3 separate regions of the Gossypium hirsutum genome follow, and all the other regions are linked to region 1. A link is a contact called in public Hi-C data. All regions are on one chromosome and are shown on one strand. The core of a region is the stretch at or near the end of the contact, and the rest is flanking DNA. Distances in the headings are between cores, read along the strand shown. Region 1 overlaps LOC107914387 (a long non-coding RNA gene). Region 2 holds the start of LOC107916015 (short-chain dehydrogenase ptmH). Region 3 holds the start of LOC121222421 (50S ribosomal protein L7/L12).

Evidence for each region. A called contact is a pair of places that touch in the nucleus more often than the background predicts.
Region 2: a contact with region 1 is called in a Hi-C map of leaf, with 2.5 times the contacts expected there. The contact joins the promoter of LOC107916015 here to the enhancer-like site in region 1. A contact is called at or near these places in 3 of 34 Hi-C or Micro-C datasets (all in leaf).
Region 3: a Hi-C map of leaf shows a contact between it and region 1, with 1.9 times the contacts expected there. The contact joins the promoter of LOC121222421 here to the enhancer-like site in region 1. A contact is called at or near these places in 3 of 34 Hi-C or Micro-C datasets (leaf and seedling).

What each region holds. Positions count from the first base shown.
Region 1 is chrD10:13,637,093-13,639,792 of Gossypium_hirsutum_v2.1, forward strand. It overlaps LOC107914387 (a long non-coding RNA gene), which reads left to right. Exons shown (of 4, transcript XR_001688808.2): 4 at 1-509. Among protein-coding and RNA genes, the nearest start is that of LOC107914387, 3.0 kb to the left of the region's middle. Within about 2 kb of position 1,404, at least 4 of the 9 cell types and tissues checked have an H3K27ac peak or open chromatin away from gene starts, as enhancers often do. A contact at or near this core is called in leaf, where this site is marked.
Region 2 is chrD10:13,671,153-13,673,927 of Gossypium_hirsutum_v2.1, forward strand. LOC107916015 (short-chain dehydrogenase ptmH) reads left to right here and starts at 1,402. Exons shown (of 1, transcript XM_016845183.2): 1 at 1,402-2,326. The coding sequence starts at 1,412. The coding sequence ends at 2,251. It overlaps LOC107914349 (thioredoxin-like protein AAED1, chloroplastic), which reads left to right. Exons shown (of 7, transcript XM_016843244.2): 7 at 13-381. The coding sequence ends at 132.
Region 3 is chrD10:13,591,465-13,594,164 of Gossypium_hirsutum_v2.1, forward strand. LOC121222421 (50S ribosomal protein L7/L12) reads left to right here and starts at 1,261. Exons shown (of 1, transcript XM_041103153.1): 1 at 1,261-2,700. The coding sequence starts at 2,048. The coding sequence ends at 2,689.

The sequences.
Region 1 (2,700 bases), core at 154-2,653:
ACTCAGTACATGCAAAATCAAGGTTTGGATCTTCATCTAGCCGAAATTCATCAATACGAAGAAGGGAAATGTCCACATCTAGCAACACTTCAAAAAGCAGTAGTTCTTCCTTTAAGGCAGGGGAATCCTCCAATTCAAAGACTGGAAACAATAGTAACTTAAGTTCCAATTCTGATGCTCGCAAACCACGCAGAAAGATTCTTCAACTACTGATATCCAAAAGCCACAGTTTCATAGTAATGCAGATGGTCTTTATGGTTAAAGCTGGTTCAATTGCAGTTTTCCTTACTATTGTTACTTTTACTACTCCATGTCTGGTTGAACTATGTTGAGGTGTATTTGGACATGGATTTGGGATAATATCTTTTAAGGACCTTTCCAATATATATTTTTACTATTAAAATTAGCTTATTTCTATATTTAATGTCTTTGAATTTGAATCAGCCTATCATTGGAAATTGGAACATTGTATTGGCTATATTCTATGATAGATTTCTTGATTTTTAGTATTTATATTATATAAATATTATTCCTTTTTAAAACTTTTATCCAAATATATGTAATATTTTAATTCGTTAGGTTTATGTTTTCTATGTTATGTTAGTAAATATATGAGTTATATATTCAAATACATTTTAAAATAAAATAATAAAATGTGTTAAAAGCATTAATTAAAAATAAAAAATACTTTTTTATAATAATATAATCGTCTCAATATTTAATTACAAATATTTAATTTTTATATTTAAATATTTAAATATAGTTTATATATTCTAATTAATTTTTATAAATAATTAATATTAATTACTTAGAAATTTTTAAAATTAATATTATATATTAAAATATTAACAATAAGTTATAATAAATTATTTTTTTATATTTTTGCTAAAATATCATAATATTAAGTAATTTGAACATTATTTAAATATATATTTGTTACTTTATAATCTCATGTCTAAAATAGACATTTTATTCTTCAAAAATACTTTTTGACAACAATGTCAAACACTTAAATTTCTCAAAAACACTTCTCAGAAGTAATAAAAAACTGGCCCTCAATTTATATCAGCAGTCAGACGGCCTCTTTTGGTCCTAAAATCTTTGGGGGAAATTTTAGTTTCATCAGTAGTTTTCTGAACCGCGATTAGAGTGTGCAGGCAAAAACCAAACATTCCCAATTAATCCTTTATTTCACCACTTGTTATTAATTCCCAGATAATATTTTTCGGTGTCAACAACAACAACTGAAACAGTGTTTTTCATTTTTCCAGCTTCACATTTTCCTGTATACCAAACAGGGTGGGTGGACAAATTTTCAGTCAAAATTGATTATTTACACAGGCATATAAAGAAACAAACTATTGCCTTCTGCCTATTGAGTCATATTTTAAGGCTTCATCTTTCAGTCCCCCCCAATTATTGGAACCCAACCATCACAATGTGTGTTTCAGAGTTGGGCCCCTCCCATCCCATTGTTGAAATAAATAAAATAGATACGTGTCAAGCATAACTTATTGTGGATCAAAGTCAAAGTTATAATGATAAAAATGACGATATTATAATATTTTTTTAATTAATTTAAATGATAATTTTATTTGTAATTAATTAAATTAATAAGAGCTAAATTATAAATAAAAAAGTTTAAATCATTATAGAACAATTAAATGGGGCAGTGATAATATCAAATAATTATTTTATCTCTTTTATTCATGTAATTAATATTATAAAAAAACCACCCCAAGTCATTCTATATATTGGTAAGTTTAAGAGCTCTTTAATCGAAACCAAATTAAAGAGAAAAATTAAAGAATATTTATCTTTACATTCAAGAAGTTTCAAAAATTATAACTTCCTTTCAAAGTTATCAATAAATTTAATTCTAAATTTTTAAATCAACTTTCACATCAAAATTTGTGTATACATATAAAAAAATATATAGTTATTAGAAAAATCTTAATAAATATTGGAAGAGCTTTCCTCTATTTTAATTCAATATAATCGAAATCCAATGCAAGTATGGAATATGGAAAGAGATGGTCCCATGTGCAAGGCAAATGTGCCTCCTGCCTGGAGTCAAGGAGTTCAATCTCACATATGCTACCAATCTAACCGGCTGGAAAACATGGGTGTCAACAAAAATGGATCTATCCCGCTCATTCATCATTATGTATTTTGCAAGTTATCTATTATTATTATTATTATTATTGAAGTTTGAGTTTAATTTACATAAATAATATAAAAATATTAATTTTTGAAATGGTGTCAGTGGAATTATTACGAAAATGGTATGTTTTTTGGGTAGAGCCTTTCTCATAGGCTTCACCACCTTTTTTATAATAATTTTTTTTTTATTTTTATAAAGAAATAATTTTTAAAAATATATATATTTATACGAGTCAAAATAAGGTCAATGGGTCAAAATACGGGTTGAAAATACCCGTGAGTGTGGCGCCACCTAGACTGGCGGCACCAGTCGTGCTTGTCAGATAGGCAGCACTGGTGCTGACCAGTCCCATCCGCCCCACCCCTGCACTGTTGCTACGCCGAACCGCAGCCTTCCCCTGCCTGTTGTGCACACCGCTAAGCAGTGTTATGTCCCTTCAATGAGAAAAAAAATTTTGAACAGGGGACCTTATAAGCAGCATGGTCCCCTATAATATGAATGCACCGAGGAAGAAAAGAAGGAAAGAAAGGAGAAGA
Region 2 (2,775 bases), core at 152-2,651, 34 kb after region 1:
TTCTTTTATCAGGGAGGGATGTTCGTATTCAAAGGTAAACAATTGTTGTACGCACGAAAAGACAAAGGGACCGGAGATCATGCTCCCCTAGATGATATCTTTGATGTTTGCTGCAAAACCCCTGTTGCATGAAGTGTTCCCTATGCTGTATATTCTTCGATCGTTCTAGGCAAGCCGGCTTCTGATATCGGTATATGCTGCAAATTCTGGGTTATCGTTCCGAACACATCTTATTTGTAATCCAGGCTGCAAAATATTGCCTTCAATAATGTTGGAAATCCTACCTGGGATAGTTTGATATATGCAGTTTCTCATGTAAAGCATGTTATGATAGGAGAAAGAAAATCTATGAAAACCTTGATCAAAAGAAAGTTCAATTTATGCTATCAAGTGATAAAGTTTAGGGGCTGAAACATATTAATTTGTTTTCATAAGGTTTTGCATATGAACTTAGAAACAAGTATGTTTAATTTATCACGCACAAATGTTATATTTGGGCTTTTCTCATATATGTGTGAGTTTAAGTTTCACCATATAAATTACGCACTAGTAATTGAGCTTGTAAAATCCTTTAAAAAAAATTAAGGGTCAATTAAATTACAAAATAATAAGTTAAAATATATAGTTAGTCTTTGTAATTTGAAAAAATTTAAGATTTAATTTATGTATTTAAAGAGATAAATATTAATTTTTTTATTTATTTAAAAATTTTAGTCTAGTCAATTTGAAGTTTGGATTAGACTAGTATGATTGAAAAAAATCAAACATGATAAATTGACAAGTTTTGACAAAAAGTACGAACAATGATAATGATTGAACTAAGATTTTTATATTGAAAAATTAGGAGGATTGAATTTTAACTTTTAAAGATAAGGATTAAATCTCCAATTCTATACAAGTGCAGGGACCAACAGCATATAATAACAACAATGCAATTTCAGATAAGGCTTATGAGTTATGGGCCAGGCTAGGTCTATTTTAGGGCCATTTATGCTTTGGCAAACCAGCACTATGATTTAGGCCGTTGATTAAGTTTTCAGTTGGGCTTCCCGTAAGATTTCAAGAGATGAGATGAGAAGAATCCTTGATTTTTGGATCTGAATTGCATTATAATTTTTTAATGGTTGCGTTATGTGGAAAGAAAAAAGGTGTTGAAGATAAACTCTTATATATGTTAAAAAACAAAGATAAAAGGCCTATATGCATATAAGCTAACAAGCTAAGAAGCTCTAATTTTGCCGGCCAATTTGCTTTGAGCAAGCATATGCGTTAAGGCATATTCTTCATCTAGATTTATGAAATAAACAAGAAAAGCAAAGCCTTGTCGTATCCGACATTCTGCCTCACCAACAATCTTTTATAAATGAAACATTCTTAATATAATCAAAGAAGAATATGAACACGACCTAAAATGCATGAACCAAAGGTTGTTCTAGTCACCGGTTGTGCAAAAGGTGGCATCGGATATGAGTATTGCCGGGCATTTGCTGAGCAGGATTGCCGGGTCATTGCCTCCGATATCCCTCGACGCAAGGATGACATGCTAGATTTCGGTTCTGATAAAATCGAAATGGAAGAGCTTGATGTTTCATCAGACGAGAGCGTATCATCAGTTGTGAACGGCATTATATCCAAGTACGGTCACATTGATGTGCTTGTAAATAATGCTGGTATAGGAAGCACCGGACCGTTAGCCGAGCTTCCGTTAGATGCAATCAGGAAAGCTTGGGAAATCAATGCATTGGGGCAGCTAAGAATGGTGCAACAAGTTGTGCCTCACATGGCGTCGAGGCGTCGGGGAGTTATAGTTAATGTAGGGAGCATCGTTGGGAAGGTGCCGACACCATGGGCAGGGTCATATTGTTCTAGCAAGGCTACAGTCCATGCCATGACCAACACTTTGCGAGTTGAATTAAGGCCCTTTGGCATCGATACGGTGCTTGTGATGCCTGGTTCTGTGAGGTCGAATTTCGGAAACTCTAGCCTCGAGAGGCTGGGAAACCATGATTGGAAACTTTATAAGGAATTCAAGGAGGCGATTGCTGAGCGGGCCAGGGCTTCGCAAGGTTCAAAGGCAACGGATGCAACTATGTTCGCTAGGCATGTGGTGAAGAAGGTTTTGAGTCCTAAACCACCAAAGCAGATAGTGTTCGGTCACATGACTGGCTTGTTTGCTGTTCTTTCATTGTCCCCGCTTTGGGTTAGAGATATGTTTTTTCGAACTCGTTTCAATTTAAATAAGAAAGTGTAATTAATTATAATTGCTTGAACATAAATATCGGATACAAATATATGTCTGATATATATATTTTTAAGAAAAAATATCCAACACAAATACTTAAAAAAAATGTACTAATGAAGTTAATGATAAATTAATTACTGGTATTGCTATGTTTATGAATCACTGGTATCTATGAAATTGCATAAAAATGTACAGACTTTCCTTTTAATAGTGAAATTAAGGAATTGCAAATTTTGATATTCAATTTTAACAAAATTATTCTCAAGTACCCTAAGTAATATAACTTATATATGTATATACTTAATGGAATTTCATTTCAACCTTTTAAAGGTTCTACGGGCACGCCATTGAAACGCCTCTCATGGTTTCTTTGCAAACTGATGGGAGATTTAAACACCTCATTTGCTATTTATATCAATATATTTATCTTCTTAATCTAGTTCATGAATATGCCATAATCTACTTGTTTATGGTATAAACAAGACAAGCGTCACATCTCAACAAAATCTTATATAATTTTTTAAAATTTTGTT
Region 3 (2,700 bases), core at 11-2,510, 46 kb before region 1:
AAGTTGAATGTGGTCCATGCAGCCAGCATGTGGTGGACTTAGTTGAGAATTCCTGCTCCTACAGGAATTGGGATCTCACTGGCGTCCCTTACATGCATGCACTAACTGTCATTCATCTAAAAGATGAGTTCCCAGAGACCTATGTACAAACCTAGTACACCAAACAAACCCAACTTCAAATTTAATCAAACTTTATAAGGCCAGTAATGGGTCCTAAACAATGGGTCTCTTTGTCAAACATGCTGCCAATACTGCCTCCTACACTAAGAAGGCCAACTGGCAGACCTACTAGGGTGAGAGGGAAAGAACCTAATGAGCCACAAACAACAGAATGGTTGAGCAAGAGAGGGGTGGACATGAGGTGCAATAAATGCAAAAGAATAGGCCACAATAAGAGGAGTTGCAAAGGGGAAGTTGGCCAAAACATTCTAGTAAGTCAAAACATTCTGTTTATGAATTTGTTTGACAGATTTCACTTGTTCCTGTAGGTCAAAAGACATAAAGTTGGTGTTCACAACCAAGTGGTGCCCCAAATTAGCAACAGGCTACCCCAAATCAGCAAGAGAGTACCCTAACTCAACAGGCTACCCCAACTCAATTACAAACTGCCCCAACTCATCAACAAGCTGCCCCAACTCACCAAAAAGATGCTGCCCCAAGAGAAAAGCTCTCATTCAAGAGAAAACCAACCATTGTTAAATGGATGCCTCCTACTCAAGAGTCATCCATGACAGACCAATGATGATATTGTGAACAAACCTTATTTTGTTAACTTTTTAAAATTGTGTAAATTTGTCTACTACTGATTTATTAACTTAGGCAGATTAATTTTTGTAAATTTGCTTATGATTGCTACTGTTGATAAACTTAGGCATATAGTCACTAATTTTTTTTTGTAAATTTGCCTACAATTCACTTCTGTTCAATTTTGTTGAATTGTAGGAAAATTTGGCAATATTATGCCCCTCATTCCTTTTGTAAACAGTTTGACGTTTTCGCCTTAATATATGAGCATTGATCCATGCAATTTGTGTTATCTCTTCTAACATATGAGTATTGAAAAAACAAATGTGTGAGAATTGAGAAATACAAATGTTTCTTTTATCTTTTATCTTTTCTGATATATGAGTATTGAGAAATACAAATGAAATGAAGATTAAACATTCTTTCAAGTCTATCAACTTTGAAATGAAATCAAATATTACAAAATAACTTTCTAACTGTTGTAAGCAACAACAATATTACAAAACAATTTGTAAGCAACAACCACATATTATATTCCATTTCAAGTCTTTCAAGTTTGTAAACAACAACATGAGCTGGTTAGCCATGTATACCAGTAGCCATGTATAACAACATAAGCAACAATATACCAGTAGCCATATATAACAACATAAGCAACAATATACCAACAACAATATTATAAAACATAAGCTGGTTTTCAATGCTAACAACAACAACATAAACTAATTTAAGATTTAAAAAAAAAACAACACAGTTACAAATACAAGCACCAAAAATCATATTTTTCTCTTCTTCCTCCTTGCATCCTTCAATGTCCTTACTTTTTTCAGAAGACCCAACAACACAATTCATGAATGGTGGATCAAATTAGGTGTAAAACCGACATGGTTTTCGAAATCTACTGCCAAATTTCTTACACCCAAAAAACCTCCTACCTGGGTTGTCATTGGACCAAGACGTGTTTAATTCGGCTGAGTTTCCACAATAGCACACCGGAATCACTTCAAGCATCTCCATTTTTCCTTTTCTCCCTTTTCTTCTTCTTTTTCTTTTTCTCTAACCTTAGAATGGTGTGGTAGGGTTGTTAAATTGAGAGTAACCGGCCAACTGGAGGATTTTTTGACACCAAAGACACCATCATCTGCCATGTCACTTTGCCGTGACGTCTGTGATGAAAAACGGCAAAAAGGACTGTTTTGTAACTTTTCAAAAGTTAAGTGACTGAAATGAAACCTAAGTGACTGTTTTGTCAGCTAACCCAAAGTTGGGTAACTGTTGGTACCTAAATTTTTTTAAAAAAACTATGTATAAAATTCCGAAAATACCCTCGTCTATTAAAACCCTCCGATTTCCTCTAAACATAAAACCTAACACTGAAACTCCACTCTTAATTTCTCCAACAATGGCTTCCACCATCTCAAAGATCCCCACTCACTCCCTCTTCAAACTCCTCGTTTCGTCCTCACCCAAACCACCCGTTTCCTGCTTCATTTCCACCGCCACCGCCACCGCCACCGCCACCGCCACCGCTGAGAACCGGACTCAGAAACTCGAACGCATCGCCGACGAGCTTTTAGATCTTACAAGGCTCGAACGCTACGACTATTCCATCCTCTTCCGTCTTAAACTCGGCCTCAACTGCTACGGACCTGCCGTATCCGGCGTATCCTCCGCCGCCGCTTCGGGTCCGGGAACCGGATCCAGCGCAGCCGAAACGAAAACGGCGGAAAAGACGGCGTTTGATATAAAGCTGGAGAAATTCGATGCGGCGGCCAAGATAAAGATAATAAAAGAAGTGAGGACGTTCACGGAATTGGGTTTGAAAGAAGCGAAGGATATGGTGGAGAAAGTTCCGGTTGTGGTTAAAAAGGGAGTAACAAAAGAGGAAGCTGAGGCCATTATTAAGAAGCTCCAAGAATTGGGTGCTACTGTGGTACTTGAATGATTTTATTTATT